Regions from separate parts of the Ovis aries genome. Here region 2 is linked to region 1. Evidence: chromatin contacts called from public Hi-C data. All regions are on one chromosome and are shown on one strand. The core of a region is the stretch at or near the end of the contact, and the rest is flanking DNA. Distances in the headings are between cores, read along the strand shown. Region 1 overlaps TTLL5 (tubulin tyrosine ligase like 5). Region 2 holds the start of TGFB3 (transforming growth factor beta 3).

Evidence for each region. Hi-C and Micro-C count contacts between places; a contact is called where the count stands out from the background.
Region 2: a Hi-C map of liver shows a contact between it and region 1, with 3 times the contacts expected there. The contact joins the promoter of TGFB3 here to the enhancer-like site in region 1. A contact is called at or near these places in 7 of 16 Hi-C or Micro-C datasets (blood, hypothalamus, liver and 4 more).

What each region holds. Positions count from the first base shown.
Region 1 is chr7:85,350,107-85,357,302 of ARS-UI_Ramb_v3.0, reverse strand. TTLL5 (tubulin tyrosine ligase like 5) reads right to left here. Exons shown (of 31, transcript XM_060418393.1): 30 at 3,776-3,858. Among named protein-coding and RNA genes, the nearest start is that of TRNAW-CCA, 56 kb to the left of the region's middle. Within about 2 kb of position 3,037, at least 8 of the 54 cell types and tissues checked have an H3K27ac peak or open chromatin away from gene starts, as enhancers often do. A contact at or near this core is called in liver, where this site is marked.
Region 2 is chr7:85,431,038-85,438,233 of ARS-UI_Ramb_v3.0, reverse strand. TGFB3 (transforming growth factor beta 3) reads left to right here and starts at 3,277. Exons shown (of 7, transcript XM_004010802.6): 1 at 3,277-4,604. The coding sequence starts at 4,127. IFT43 (intraflagellar transport 43) reads right to left here and starts at 2,755. Exons shown (of 9, transcript XM_060418410.1): 1 at 2,380-2,755.

The DNA.
Region 1 (7,196 bases), core at 1,788-4,287:
ACCATCGTTCACCCCGATGCTGGCGCCCCATTTCCTGCCAAACATCGAATCTATCCTCTCTCTCTTGCTTTCTAACCATATTAAGAGTGGGTAATAAACCCAAATTCTTGTCCCTCTGGCTCTGGGGAGAGAACAACGTTTTGGGAGCAGTGAAGTGTGTAAGACACTATGGCAAGAATCTCAAGGGTTTGTTTATTTTTATTAATTTATTATACTCCAAAGCCACCCTGGATCTCCACTAACTGTACAATGCATGTGAAAAGAACAAGAGTCTGAGAGTGAAAAATAGGTCATCCTGCCGAGAGCGGCCAGGCAAGTAATTTCATTTGAAAGTCAAAGTGATTTCTAGATCCTTAGGGTTTGACTTCCACTGGCTTTATTGTATATTGAAATAAGTTCCTTTCTCTTGTTGTCCCAGAGACAACAAAGCAGGCAGGCAGAGGCACACTGAGGCGCTGCTGCCTGTCCCCATGCAAAAAGCATAAAGCAACACAGAATTTTACCAGGGCCCCACATGACCAATGCTTAGCAGAGGACACTGCTTCACTACTTGTAAATGAAACCCAGCACTGGTGTTCAAAAGGCCAGGTAAGGTTCCTTTCTCTGACTAGAGATCTACAAGAGCTTTAAAAAAAAAAAAGCCTGGGGGAGTGTATATGGAGGCTGGGCTCCAGGACAAGAAAAGCATGGGGGGAAGCGAAGGGACAGGGGTGAAGGCAGCTGGTATGGCTTCAGGCCCTACAACAATGGTAGTTTGCACCATCAGATCAGCATGAGAGAAATGCCAGTTATCTAATCTGTTGCGCTCTGCTATTTTCGTTCACCATCACCACTTCGGAACTCAAGAAGAACACCATGCTTATAAAGGAGGAGGGCCAGTGGCTTTGGCTTTGAGCCAAAGGCCCTCATTCCAGCTTCCTTCTCAAATTTCCAAATCTGCTGACTCTACACCTTCCCTTCTATAGCACACGCAGAATATAGCTGGAGGTAGGGAAGTCAGGAAAAGTAACATTCACGGAGCATTCCAGGCACTCTGCTAAGAGCTTTCACGTTCACTACCTCATTTAACGTTGAGAACAAAAAGAATGTCACTAGGCCACCGTCAATGGGAAAGGACTTTTGAGTGGTTTTTCAACAGCACCCTGGGATGAACTGCTATCTTGTTCAGACGGCCTGACGAACAGGGTCACACAGCGTAAAGGCCTGGTTCGCTAGACTTGGGGAAGGGACAAGAGGTCAGGAAGCAGACTTTTGCTACATTCATGGACTCAATCACTGAGTTAACTGGACCAGACAGGAGCTAAAACACCTTTTACAGGCAGTTTAGTGAGCCCTGAACAGGAAAACTTCCCAACTCTTGGAGAGATGTGCAAACCTTCTGACTTATTATGGGGATTGTTCTCCCTTCTTGTGGGTTTAAAGAAAAATGCTTTTAATAGCAGCCTAACCTCCTCCTTTTTATAGGATGTGCTTCTGAACCCCCAGAATAATGCCTTTAAATCTACGTGTAACAGAGAAAAACAGATAATTTGTGGGTGAAACACTGAAGTGCCAGGTAGTTATTTAGTTATTATTATATTGCTAAGGTAAAACATTTATTGGGAAGTCTGGAAAATGCCTGAACCTTAGTTACTGCACATTCATCAGCATTTCTCTAAGGATCAAGAACCCCAAGGCAGTCATGGAAGAGAACAAATTCAAAGGACTTTAGAGGCCCAGAGTCATTTGGAGACAAAAGCAGTCCGCAGAAGGCCATGTAAACAAGGCGGGAAGACAACACACTCATCTTCAGTTAGAAGCATGGAGAGACGTATTCATAGATAACTGAAGCTTAGGAGAACCAGGAGTACAACCTCCCCTTGTCCTGTGGTTTTACAGCAATACCAAATTCAGTACAACTGTTACAGAAACTTCTAAGAACCGTCAACAGTCAGTCAACACTACTTCGTGATCAAGATGCTGGAAGTGTGACCCGCCTGGTCGCTCAAATTTCCAACTTCCTCAGCCAGAGTGCATGCAAAGAGTTCAGTTTCATACTTAATGTATCAAAAACACGCAGATGAAATAGGCAGGTTTCCTGGATCTCCTAAGCTTTGTAAACTTCTCCAGCCTCAGCAAATCTGAAGAGCTGCCGAGGCTCTAAGAGCTCTATCTCATGGAAATCATTCCAGGTAAGGCCATGGTTCTCTTAACCTCCCACTTCTCAGGCCATAAGAGTTCCAGGTGGAAATTTAACCTCCTTAAAAATAACTACCATGTTCTAGGAGTTCTTTTTAGGGGGAAAGTGGGGGGAGTTATATACCCATCAACTATTTCTTGAATTTAGGTTTGAAGAGTTTAAGTGGAAAACAAAATCTATACTCTTTTCATATTATTATCTGACTTGGGTGCAGTTATAGAGCCTTCCTCTCTATATAGTAAGCCTATGAGGTATATGTATTAATAATTATCCCCATGATATAGGCAAATGAACCAGATTCCTTAACAATCTTGTCATCATTTTAAGGTGTATTGTATCACACACATACACCCTTGCACCCTGCCCTTAAGCCCCCTGCTCAGAGGCCCTAGTTCCTAGCCACACTGATACAGGGGGTCCCCCAGAACACAGCACCATTTCACCACCAGCCCCCTTTCCTCACTGGCCTTTGCCCACACTGGTCTCTCTTCTTGGACCTCCTTCCACCCCAGGCCGCCCCTCTCCCGGCTGACCTGTCACAGTCAGACCCCAGTTTAGATGCGTCTTCCTCTAGGAAGCCCTCTTCTATCCCTAAAGAGCCTGGGCCAAGTTGCTTGGGTTCAAATACTGCTCCACCACTGACCAACTGTGGGAGTTTGGATTATGGTTCATAATCTGTCTGTGCCTTTATTTCTTCAGCTGTAAAACAGGGAATACAGCTCCCATATTACACGTGTGCTTTGTGAACAGATGAGTTATGACATGTGAAGCATTCAGAAGTGTGCCTGACACACAGCAACACTGTCTACTATTATTCTCTGTGTCCCCAGTGCCTGGCACTCCCTCCTGCAGCCACATCCCGTCAACCTCCCTCTCCCTGAGCCTCTAAGTTTCCTGACCGCAGGGAAGGCCTAGTTCACTCTTCATATGTCTCAGTTGCCCAGCATGCTACTTTCCCCACAGGAGGTGTTCAAAAATAAATACTTGTTGAATCGAATAGTGGATTTGCTTTCAGTTTTCTGACGACTTATGAGTGCAGGAAGTGCTACTCACAGGAAGCTATCCCCGGGCCAGTGCTGCCTTATATGGTGAGAGGCTTGAGGCCCTCAGCTGCTACCTGGCAAGACCGTGATGTTAGCAGGCAGGACGCAGCCCGGACCACAGCTCCAGATCTGCACCCACGGATCAGCTCCCACAGGTCTCTCCACTTTCTGAGCCTCTGCTCACGTGGAGGGGACAATGGTATACCTCACAGGGCTGCAGTGAGGATTTAATGTAAGATGCTAATACTACGTGTGGAAACATCACATAAATGGTGAAACACTGGCAAGTTTTTTCAAATACAGGCAATTTTTACTAAATGCTGCAAATCTGGTAACACTCTGCCAGACTGGGAAATTTCATCTACCCCAAACTAAGCGCAGAAAAACCACTTCACCCTAAAATGTATCATCTGAAAGAAGAGAGCGACCACATGCCCATTTGCCAACACTTCAGAAGCCTGAGAGGCTTTGTTCTCTGAACGGGAGCTCTCCTCAGAGGCAGAGGAGAGAAGGGTGGGCCCAGTCCCTCCCCACTGCGCCCCCGCAGACTAACCTGTGGAGCTGGTGATGGGCACAAAGGCTGCAGAGTTGAGGCTGCTCTGGAGTCCGTTCAGCTGCCCTTCTGCGGAGGCCCCTCTGAAACACAAGCGGCTTGGTTAGACCTGAAGACAGAAAGGTGAGGTCAACTACTGCCCTTCAGGGGCGCTGCCTCTTGCTTCTGGGGTTGCCCCCACCCTGGCTTCTTTTAAGACTTCTTTCAAGTTCAGATGTCATCTTATCAGAAAGAACTTTCTTCTTCTGAAGTGTTATGTGTTTTAAAATTGATTGTACATTTCTCCCCACTAGAACACAGCTTCAAGAAAACACAGGCTTGGATCATGACTGTGTCCCCCCCCACTTCCGCCCGCAACTATCACAATGCCTGCACCTAATAAGCACTCAACAGATTACTTGTTTACTGAATGAGTAAATTAAATTTCTGGTATTGACTTAGATAAATCATAAGCAAAGACATAAAAAAAAATTTATGTGCAACAGTGGTTCTCAACTGGGGGAGAGAGTAGGGGTGGATTTAGCCCTCTATCCCCACCCTCCCAGCAAGGGACATTTGGTGATGCTGAGATATTTGTGGTTGTTACAACTGTGGGGCCTGCTGGCATCTAGTGGGTAGAGGCCAGGAATGGTGCTAAGCCTTTCCCACAGTGCCCTTGCAAAGTGCCCCCAAAGAATATTCTAGTCCAAGATGTCAGCTGTGCCAAGGTTGAGAAACCACATATAGAGGTACCTTCCCTCACACCAAGTTTTGACAAGAGATAGGACAGAGTATTTTAGATTCTTCCAGCACAGGCTCCCCAGCTGCTTGCTTTAGAAACTCTTTCACTGGTCTGATGCCCTCCAGACTATGCCAGCTCCTCCTGCTACAGGTTCTTACAGCTTTGTCATTCTTTCATTGCATTTACCAAAATTATATATATTTTTCTTAAAAAATTTTTTTTTCCTTGACTGCATCTCATGGCATGCAGAACTTCTGAGGGGTCAAACCTGCATGCCCTGCAGTGGAAGCATGAAGGCTTAACCACTGGACCACCAGGAAAGCCACTACCAAAACCTATGGGACTATGGGACTATGGGGTAGCTGTGAACTTAACATCTGTCATCCTTGCTAGAATGTGAGCTCCATGAAGATAGAGATTGCTTCAGTCCTACTCACTATTATATACTTAAAATTTCTAGAAGTAATCTGACCCATTGCCCCATAAATACACTTATTTGTTGGGCCTGTCTACCTTGATTTCAGTTGAAATGTACACATTTTACCTGGGAGAGTCAGTAAACACCCTCTTCCAACAACACGAGAGAAGACTCTACACATGGACATCACCAAATGGTCAATACCGAAATCAGATTGATTATATTATTTGCAGCCGAAGATACAGAAGCTCTATACAGTCAGCAAAAACAAGACTGGGAGCTGACTGTGGCTCAGATCACGAACTCCGTATTGCCAAATTCAGACTTAAGTTGAAGAGTGGGGAAAACCACTAGACCATTCAGGTATGCCCTAAATCAAATCCCTTATAATTATACAGTGGAAGTGAGAAATAAGTTCAAGGGATTAGATCTGATAGACAGCATGCCTGAAGAACTATGGATGGAGGTTTGTGACACTGTACAGGAGGCAGTGATCAAGACCATCCCCAAGAAAAAGAAATGCAAAAAAGGAAAAATGGTTGTCTGAGGAGGCCTTACAAATAGCTGAGAAAAGAAGAGAAGTGAAAGGTAAAGAAGAAAAGGAAAGATACATCCATTTGAATGCAGAGTTTCAAAGAATAGCAAGGAGAGATAAGAAAGCGTCCCTAAGTGATCAATGCAAAGAAATAGAGGGAAACAATAGAATGGGAAAGACTAGAGATCTCTTCAAGAAAATTAGAGATACCAAGGGAACATTTCATGCAAAGATGGGCACAATAAAGGACAGAAATGGTATGGATCTAACAGAAGCAGAAGATAAGGAGAGGCAAGAATACAGAGAAGAACTACACGAAAAAGATCTTCATACCCAGATAATCTTGATGGTGTGATCACTCATCTAGAACCAGACATCCTGGAGTGCAAAGTCAAGTGGGTCTTAGGAAGCATCAAAGCTAGTGGAGGTGATGGAATTCCAATTGAGCTATTTCAAATCCTAAAAGATGATGCTGTGAAAGTGCTGCACTCAATATGCCAGCAAATTTGGAAAACTCAGCAGTGGCCACAGGTCTGGAAAAGGTCAGTTTTCATTCCAATCCCAAAGAAAGGCAATGCCAAAGAATGCTCAAACTACCACACAATTATACTCATCTCACATGCTAGCAGAGTAATGCTCAAAATTCTCCAAGCCAGGCTTCAACAGTACATGAACAAAGAACTTCCAGATGTGCAAGCTGGGTTTGGAAAAGGCAGAGGAACCAGAGATCAAATTGCCAACATCCACTGGATCATACAGAAAGCAAGAGAATTCAAGAAAAAAATCTGCTCATTGACTGTTAATTAAAGCCTTGGACTGTGTGAATCACAACAAACTGTGGAAAATTCTGAAAGAGATGGGAATACCAGACCACCTGACCTGCCTCCTGAGAAATCTGTATGCAGGTCAAGAAGCAACAGTTAGAACTGGACATGAAACAACAAACTGGATCCAAATTGGGAAAGGAGTACATCAAGGCTGTATACTGTCACCCTGCTTATTAACTTATATGCAGAGTACATCGTGTGAAATGCTGGGCTGGATGAAGAAGCATAAGCTGGAATCAAGATTGCTGGGAGAAATATCAATAACCTCAGATATGCAGAGGCACCACCCTTGTGGCAGAAAGCAAAGATGAATTAAAGAGCCTCTTGATGAAAATGAAATTAAAAGACGCTTACTCCTTGGAAGAAAAGTTATGACCAACCTAGATAGCATATTCAAAAGCAGAGACATTACTTTGCTGACTAAGGTCCATCTAGTCAAGGCCAAGGTTTTTCCTGTGGTCATGTATGGATGTGAGAGTTGGACTGTGAAGAAGGCTGAGTGCCGAAGAATTGATGCTTTTGAACTGTGGTGTTGGAGAAGACTCTTGAGGGTCCCTTGGACTGCAAGGAGATCCAACCAGTCCATTCTGAAGGAGATCAGCCCTGGGATTTCTTTGGAAGGAATGATGCTAAAGCTGAAGCTCCAGTACTTTGGCCACCTCATGCGAAGAGTTGAGTCATTGGAAAAGACTCTGATGCTGGGAGGGATTGGGGGCAGGAGGAGAAGGGGACGACCCAGGATGAGATGGCTGGATGGCATCATGGACTCGATGGACGTGAGTCAACTCCGGGAGATGGTGATGGACAGGGAGGCCTGGCGTGCTGTGATTCATGGGGTCACAAAGAGTCGGACACGACTGAGCAACTGAACTGAACTGAACTAACTAACTGACTGATGAAAATGAAAGAGGAGAGTAAAA
Region 2 (7,196 bases), core at 2,028-4,527, 81 kb before region 1:
GAGACACAGATTCTGGTAAAAATCAAGAGTGTTCTAGGAAAGAGGAACAGAAAGGAGATCACAAAGGCAAAGGCCATAAGGCTGTTCTCTGATGCAAGAAAGGAAATATTTGTCTTTAAGGAATCAAGAGTTGTTTTAGAGTAAGGGTCTGATGCGAAGAACCGATTCATTGGAAAAAACCCTGATGCTGGGAAAGATTGAGGGCAGGAGGAACAGGGGCCAAAAGAGGTTGAGATGGTTGGACACCGACTCAATGGACATGAGTTTGAGCAAGCTCCAGGAGATAGTGAAGGACAGGGAAGCCTGGTGTGCTGTAGTCCCTGGGGTAGCAAAGAGTCAGACAGAACTGAGCGACCAAAAAACAACTGATAAGTAGACAGGATTTCACAAGTTATTATAAGATAGGGGTCTGATAAGGATCTTGAATTTCTGGCAGATCTTCTGGATGCCTTCATTAGGACAGTCAGTGGATAGAAGGTTAGGTTTTACCTAGGCTGAGACTCGCATACTTCATACTTCCTTAATGGCCTTCTGGTTCCATTTTAGAGAGCTCTTTTAGCAATACCGACTCCATTTCTATTTTCTTTTCACTTTTTATAGCCACACCACCACCACTTCCAAACCTTCACTCCCACTTCTTCCCCAAATTCCTGAAAGCAAAAGATGCTCACTCTAGGCAGAAAGAAGCCCTAGGATAGTGGCTTCCAAACCTTGCAGAGCACCTGAATCACCTGTGAAGTGTGTTAAAAAACACATGTGTCAGGGCCCTGCCCTGTAGACTCTGATTGGTAGAGGTGGTATCCAGAAGGATATAACTTTAATAATTTTCCCTCCCATTTTGCAAGTATTTAAAGGTCTCAGTAAGGCCTTCTCTGATTTTAAATTGCAACATCCCCTCAACCTGGGCACTCTGTCTTCTCTGGTTTATTTTCCACCATGGCACTTACCTTTTATCACACCACATTATTTACATATTTTAACTCAGTTATTGCCTTCCCCATGGTCCTACCTCCACTTCTAGAATGTAGAGTCCTTAAGGGAATGATTTGGTTGGTTTTATTCACTGCTGCCTCCACAGAGCCTAGAACAGTGCCTGGCATATAGTAGGTGTCAAAAATATTTTTCAAATGATAGCTGAATTCCAGAGGAAATAGAGCATAATATTTAAGTGCACTGGAGGAGGGCAGGGCAGCCCACTCAAGTATTCTTGCCTGGAGAATCCCCATGGACAGAGGAGCCTGGTGGGCTACAGTCCACGGGGTCACAAGGAGTTGGAAAGGACTGAGCGACTACACACAGCACATTTAAGTGCATAGATATTGGCAATAGACCTCCTGTGTCCCAATCTCAGTGTTGACTCCCCCTGATTATATGACCTAAAAGTAATTCAAACGCAAGTTACTTTAACCTTTTTACACCTAGGATCCCTCATTTCTTATGCAAATAAATGTCTTCCCAAACCAGAGAGCCCGTGTTAAATATCACCTCCACCACTCACAAGCAGTGAAGCCTCTTAAACAGGTCTGTGCCTCTTAAACAGGTCTGTGTCTCCATTTCCTCAACTTAAGCTGATCAACCACAGCCCTGGGGATGCAGAGAACGTCCTTTCCGTTAATGTCCTGGGATCCAGGGTCAGGAAGGCGAAGTGGGATCGGGTGGCGGGGAGCAGCACCGATTCCCTGGAAAGCGATCAATTCGGAGATTATACCATGTCGGAGCGGGGTGGGGTGGTGGAGGGGTGAGTGGGCAGTGGGGTGGAAAGGGCGCGGGCATTGTGGTTTGCCCTTCCGAAACTTATGGTGAGAAAAGACCTAGAAATGTAGGCTGAGAGAAGGAACGAAAGCGGAGGGAAAAAAAAAAAAACAACCAAAAACCCTCCCCTCACCCATCTGGGAAATGGGCTCGGGCCAACTGCTGACTCCGCACTGGCTGGCGCAGCTCCCCGCGGAACCCTCGGCCGGGGAGGGAGGCCGCGCACATCTGGAGGACATTTCTGCGAGAGCGACGGCCGAGCGGGGCTCGGCGAAGGGAGAGGTGCCCGTGTGCGCACGTGGGGCCCGGAGAGAGAGAGAGGCTGTTCCCCAGGGCACCCCGTCTTGTTTCTCCTCGCCCTCTTTCGAGCCCTTCTCCCCAGGTTCCCGGCGTCACACACCTCCCCAACCACCCCCGCAGACTTCCCCCCCGCAACAGCCCTCTCTTCAGCTCCCCACGCCCCCAGCCCTCCCCTCCAGCTCCCCCCAGCCTCCGCCCCCCCCGCCCGCCTCCCAGCCCTCCTGCTCCTCCCTACACCTCCCCCGCCCCAAGCTCCCTCCCATCCAGCCCTCTCCCCATCTAGCCTCCCCCGATCCAGCCCTCCAGACCTTCGCGGCTCCGACCCACCGAGCCTCTGTCACTGGCGGTCTCGCCTCGCCAGGGGGCACCCTCGGTCTGCCGGAAAACGCCACCCCTTTTTCAAGGCCCCTGGAGCATCTCCAAGCTTCCGGGAGCCACCCGACTCCACAGTCTTGTCAATGAAGAGTCGGGGCCGGGACTGCGGGGCTGAACCCAACTCCAATCCCGGTCCGAGGCCGGGCGTCAACCTCTCCCACCCGAGCCCGGAGGGGTGGGCACGGCGCCCGTGCCCAGGCCCCTGCCCGGGGTCCTGCCAGGCCGGGGGACGGGGGACTGGGGTGGGGGGTGGTGGTGAGTCTAGGAGGGAGCAAGAGACCCGCCGAGGAGAGGACCTCCTGACAGCTGGCGAGAGGGCGAAGGAATTGAGGGAGAAAGAGGGGAGGGGATTCATCGGCCGTAACTTTCCAGAAAAACAGTCAACGTGTAGCCGGAGTGACTCCAAGGGGCGGGGGGGGGGGGGCGGGGGGGGGGGGAGGGGGGAGAGAAAAAGTTCAGTTACCACGTCGATCGAGCGGGACTCGCAAAGTATTTTTCAAATGGGCTCGGCTTTTCCTGTGCCTGTTTAAAACATTAAAATCATGCAGCAAAGGAGCCTGCGTGGTGCTCGGGTCCCTCCCCCCACCCACTCCACTCTCCACCTCTCTTCGCCCCCTCCTCGCCGCTCACCACCCCCCCCGCCCCCCGCCCCGGGGCCAGAAACGTCATGGGAGGGAGGTATAAAATTTCAGCAGAGAGAAATAGAGAAAGCAGTGTGTGTGCATGTGAGTGTGTGCGAGAGAGAGAGGGGGAGAGGAGCTTGAGCGAGAGGGAGAGGCAGAGAGAAGCTGGAGGGAGAGAAAGGGAGGGAATCCGAAAGCCAAGTCCAAGGGCATGAGCAAGAGAGGCGAGAGATAGGGGAAGAAGCCTGAGAAACAAGGAATAACAGCTTTCCGGAGGAGGCGTGCAGTGAACTGTCTTCTATTTTATTTGTCTTTTCTTTTCTTTTTTATTTTTTAAAGAGAATCAGGGAACAGAAGCAGAGGCCGAGGGAGAAGACGAGGTGCTGGTGACCTGGGCGTCCAAGTGGATTAACTGGGGATGCTCTCCAGGGGCTGTACCCCGCTGCCTTCCAATTGCAAACATAAGCCCACATCCCAGCCAATGAAGATGAGAGGCAGCGTGAACAAAGTCATTTAGAAAGCCCCCCCTCCCCAGGAAGTGTAAACAAAAGAGAAAGCATGAATGGTGTGCCTGAGAGACAAGCGTGTGTTGCGCGGTGCCCCACCTTGAGCTGGGCCAGCAGCCGCCTAGCCCTGCCTCTCCCCACCTACTCACTGGTGATTTTTATTTTTTAATAATTTTTTTCTCTTTTCTTTTCCATCCTCTTTTCTTACTCTCCTTCAGGGCAAGGCAAGGATTTTGATTTGGGGACCCAGCCATGGTCCTTCTGCTCCTTCTTTAAAATTACCCACTTTCTCCCCATTGCCAAGCGGCGTTTGGCAATATCAGATATCCGCTCTATTTATTTTTACCTAAGGAAAAACTCCAGCTCCCTTCCCACTCCCAGCTGCCTTGCCACCCCTCCCAGCCCTCTGCTTTGCCCTCCACCTGGCCTGCTAGAAGTCAGAGCCCAGCAGAACCTGTTTAGACACATGGAGAAGAAACCCAGAGCTTCACGGCACACAGTCGGCTTCTTCGCGCTCAGGGTTGCCAGCGCTTCCTGGAAGTCCTGAAGCTCTCGCAGTGCAGTGAGTTCATGCACCTTCTTGCCAAGCCTCAGTCTTCGGGATCTAGGGAGGCCGCCTGGTTTTCCTCCCTCCTTCTGCACGACTGCCGGGGTCTCCTCCTGCCAGGCCTTGCGGCCTTTCTCCCCGGCCCCTGCCTGAAGATGCACTTGCAGAGGGCTCTGGTGGTCCTGGCCCTGCTGAACTTTGCCACGGTCAGCCTCTCCATGTCCACTTGCACCACCTTGGACTTCAACCACATCAAGAGGAAGCGAGTGGAAGCCATTAGGGGACAGATCTTGAGCAAACTCAGGCTCACCAGTCCCCCCGATCCATCCGGGTTGGCCAGTATCCCCATCCAGGTCCTGGATCTTTACAACAGCACCCGAGAGCTGCTGGAGGAGGTGCATGGGGAGAGGGGAGACGTCTGCACGCAAGCAAACACCGAGTCGGAGTATTATGCCAAAGAAATCTATAAATTCGACATGATCCAGGGGCTGGAGGAGCACAGTGAGTCCCGATTCCCTGCTGGGGGTGTCTGCTCTGGAGGGTCTGAGCTGGGGTGGGGAGCTCCAAAGAGGAGGGGGGGTGCCTAGCGATGACCACAGGGGAGGGTGCCCCTGGTATGCCCCGCACCAGGGATTGGGGGACACACGAGGTGCGATGCGCAGCTGGGGCTGGGTGGGTGAGGAGGGGGAGGCAGAGCCATTCTGCTCAGAGCCCAGTGCCGCTGGGAGGCCAGGAGCCCTAGAGTTGAGCGGCGTAGCGGAACTCACATCACATCACTGAGGGATTTTAATTTGGAGTGACACTGTCCCATTTTTGTGCTGTGGCACGTGTGGTCAGACAGGTAACTGGAAGCGCGCAGAGCTGTAGAGGGGCAGGGCTGGGCACTCTTCTAAGAGAGCCCGCGCAGTTCCAAGAGGCTGGAGACCTTGGTCTCCTCCCTGCTGTACACACCTCATTGTGACACGTCTCACGTTCCGTTTTTCCAGTTCTGGGAAAGAAGCGTATACCTGCCCCCAGTTCATGTCTTGTCCAGCTTCTTGAAGCCCAAGCAAGAGGCAGCCCCTGATTGTTTGGGCCCTCAGTCCACGCCACGCATGCGACCCACGTGAGCTGTGTGCATGGGGGGAGGGGACGCACCTATGTTCTCACGGCTGTGTGCTTGACAGCGACGCGTCGTCCGGTTTTGCCCCATAGATGGACTCGTGTGCACAATGTGGGCATCCTCCTGGCCCGTGGACGTGGGGGAAAGCAAGGATGTGGCTCCGGACATGTAGATGGCTGCTGGCAGCCCTTTTGTGTCTGCGTGTCAGGGGAAGAGAGGGTGGGAGGTGTGGCCGTGGGTGCACAGGGAACATGTGTCTGGGAGCGTGTCTTCCCAGGAGGCTCCTGTCTGTGCCGAGAAGCCGGGAGGCTTCTGGGTGAGCCGTCTGTGTGTGTGTTTGTACACGTGTGGAAGTCATGTGTGTTTACTGAACGGGGATTTAAAAAACCTCAATACAAGAGAGAGAGATTTGGCAGATGCTGAGAAACTGACAGCCCAGGAAGGAGGAATGCGAACCGGCTCACAGGCCCAGGGACTCTGGAGCAGCTCTGTTTGCTTTTCCTACCAGCAGGTGTCCTCGACGGCCCGGCTACCTTGGCCAGGCTCACCTGGGAGGGGGCCGTGTAGGGAGTGGGGGTGGGAGAGTGGGATGGAGCGGGCCAGGTGAGGGTGGTCTGCTGGGGCACCTGGATAGAGAGAAGGAGGAGTGGGCAGCCCAGGGGTGCACCAGCTCTGGAGGAAGGTGTGGAAGGCCTCACTGGGAGCTTGCCCATGCCAGACCCAGGAGCCTGTGGTTACTGGCGAGGGGCGCCCACTCGGGTTTCCTATGGCTGCCTTGGGAGGTAGCTCCCATGTGGGGCAGAGGCTGGAGAAGGAGGTGCTCCCTGCCCAGGGTCCTCCAGGCCAGGCTGACTCCTGCTCTCCCAAGGCCTTGTGGTTCCCAGCAATACCAGCAGCTGAATGCCTGGAAAAACCCCCAGCGCCCTGGGCACCCACAGAGGCAGAAGGTGGTGGCCAAACGTGGGAGGAGGGTGGAAAGCTGAGACCTGCAGGAGAGATGTGAGGAAAGTCCAGGGCTGGAAGGAAGGACTGGGACCTTAAGGATCCGGGTCAGGAGGAGGAGTCCCAGGGAGGAGGAATTCTGAGTCACCCGGGCCCACCCAGCCTGGAATCCCAAGCTGAGAACGAATGAGCCAGAGACATGCAAGGGCACACAGGTGCCAGTGGACGTGTGTGCAAAGACTCAGAGCTCAATTAGTGGACAGCCCTGGGATCTACCAGGACAGGGAGGCACGGATGCTGGGCAGCTCTGGGCTGCAGCAGCAGGACCTTCCTTGAAACTGCAGTAGTTGAGGGTGGCCCTGGGGCCACGGAGCTGTGATCGGGCCGGGAGGAAGCCTGGCACAGGGAGCAGGAGACTGCTTGGGATATCATGGAAGATCTGGGGCCCCACGGGACCCGAGCGATGCCAGCGAGGCTTGCAGGTGCAAACAGGAAGCAGGCCCAGACTATGCAGCTGCTGGAGGTGACACAGAGGCTGAGCAGACTCAGGCCCGGCCCGCCCTGCAGCTGGTCAGATGCTGAGCCAGCCCCAGAGAGGCAGACGCGCAACGCACGCTAATTATAAAGAAGGCAGTGGGCAGATGCAAACGTCTAACAGATGCCGAGAGGGAGCAGAGAGCCACCCTCCAAGGCCTGGGGTGAGGAAAGCGTGTCTAGAACTCACGAGGGTGGGCTGGGGTCTGAGTGCCAGAGCCCTGGCTGCAGGACTTTCACATCTCATCACTCCCAGCCCCTTCCGGTACCCAGTGGGACAGGCTCTCAGAGGAAAGTGGCAGCAGGGTTGGGGCAAGCAGACAGAGGTGCCTGGAGTGCAAAGTGGAAGAAGGACTAACCACCAGAGGCACAGAAAGGGCACCAAAGTGAGAGCAAAGAGGATAAGACCGTTCTCTGGCTCTGCCTGTCAGATGGGTACCTTGATTTCCCTATTTTCCAGATGAGAAGACTGTGACGTGCCTCAGTTAAGTGAATTGCCCCTAACGAACCATGGC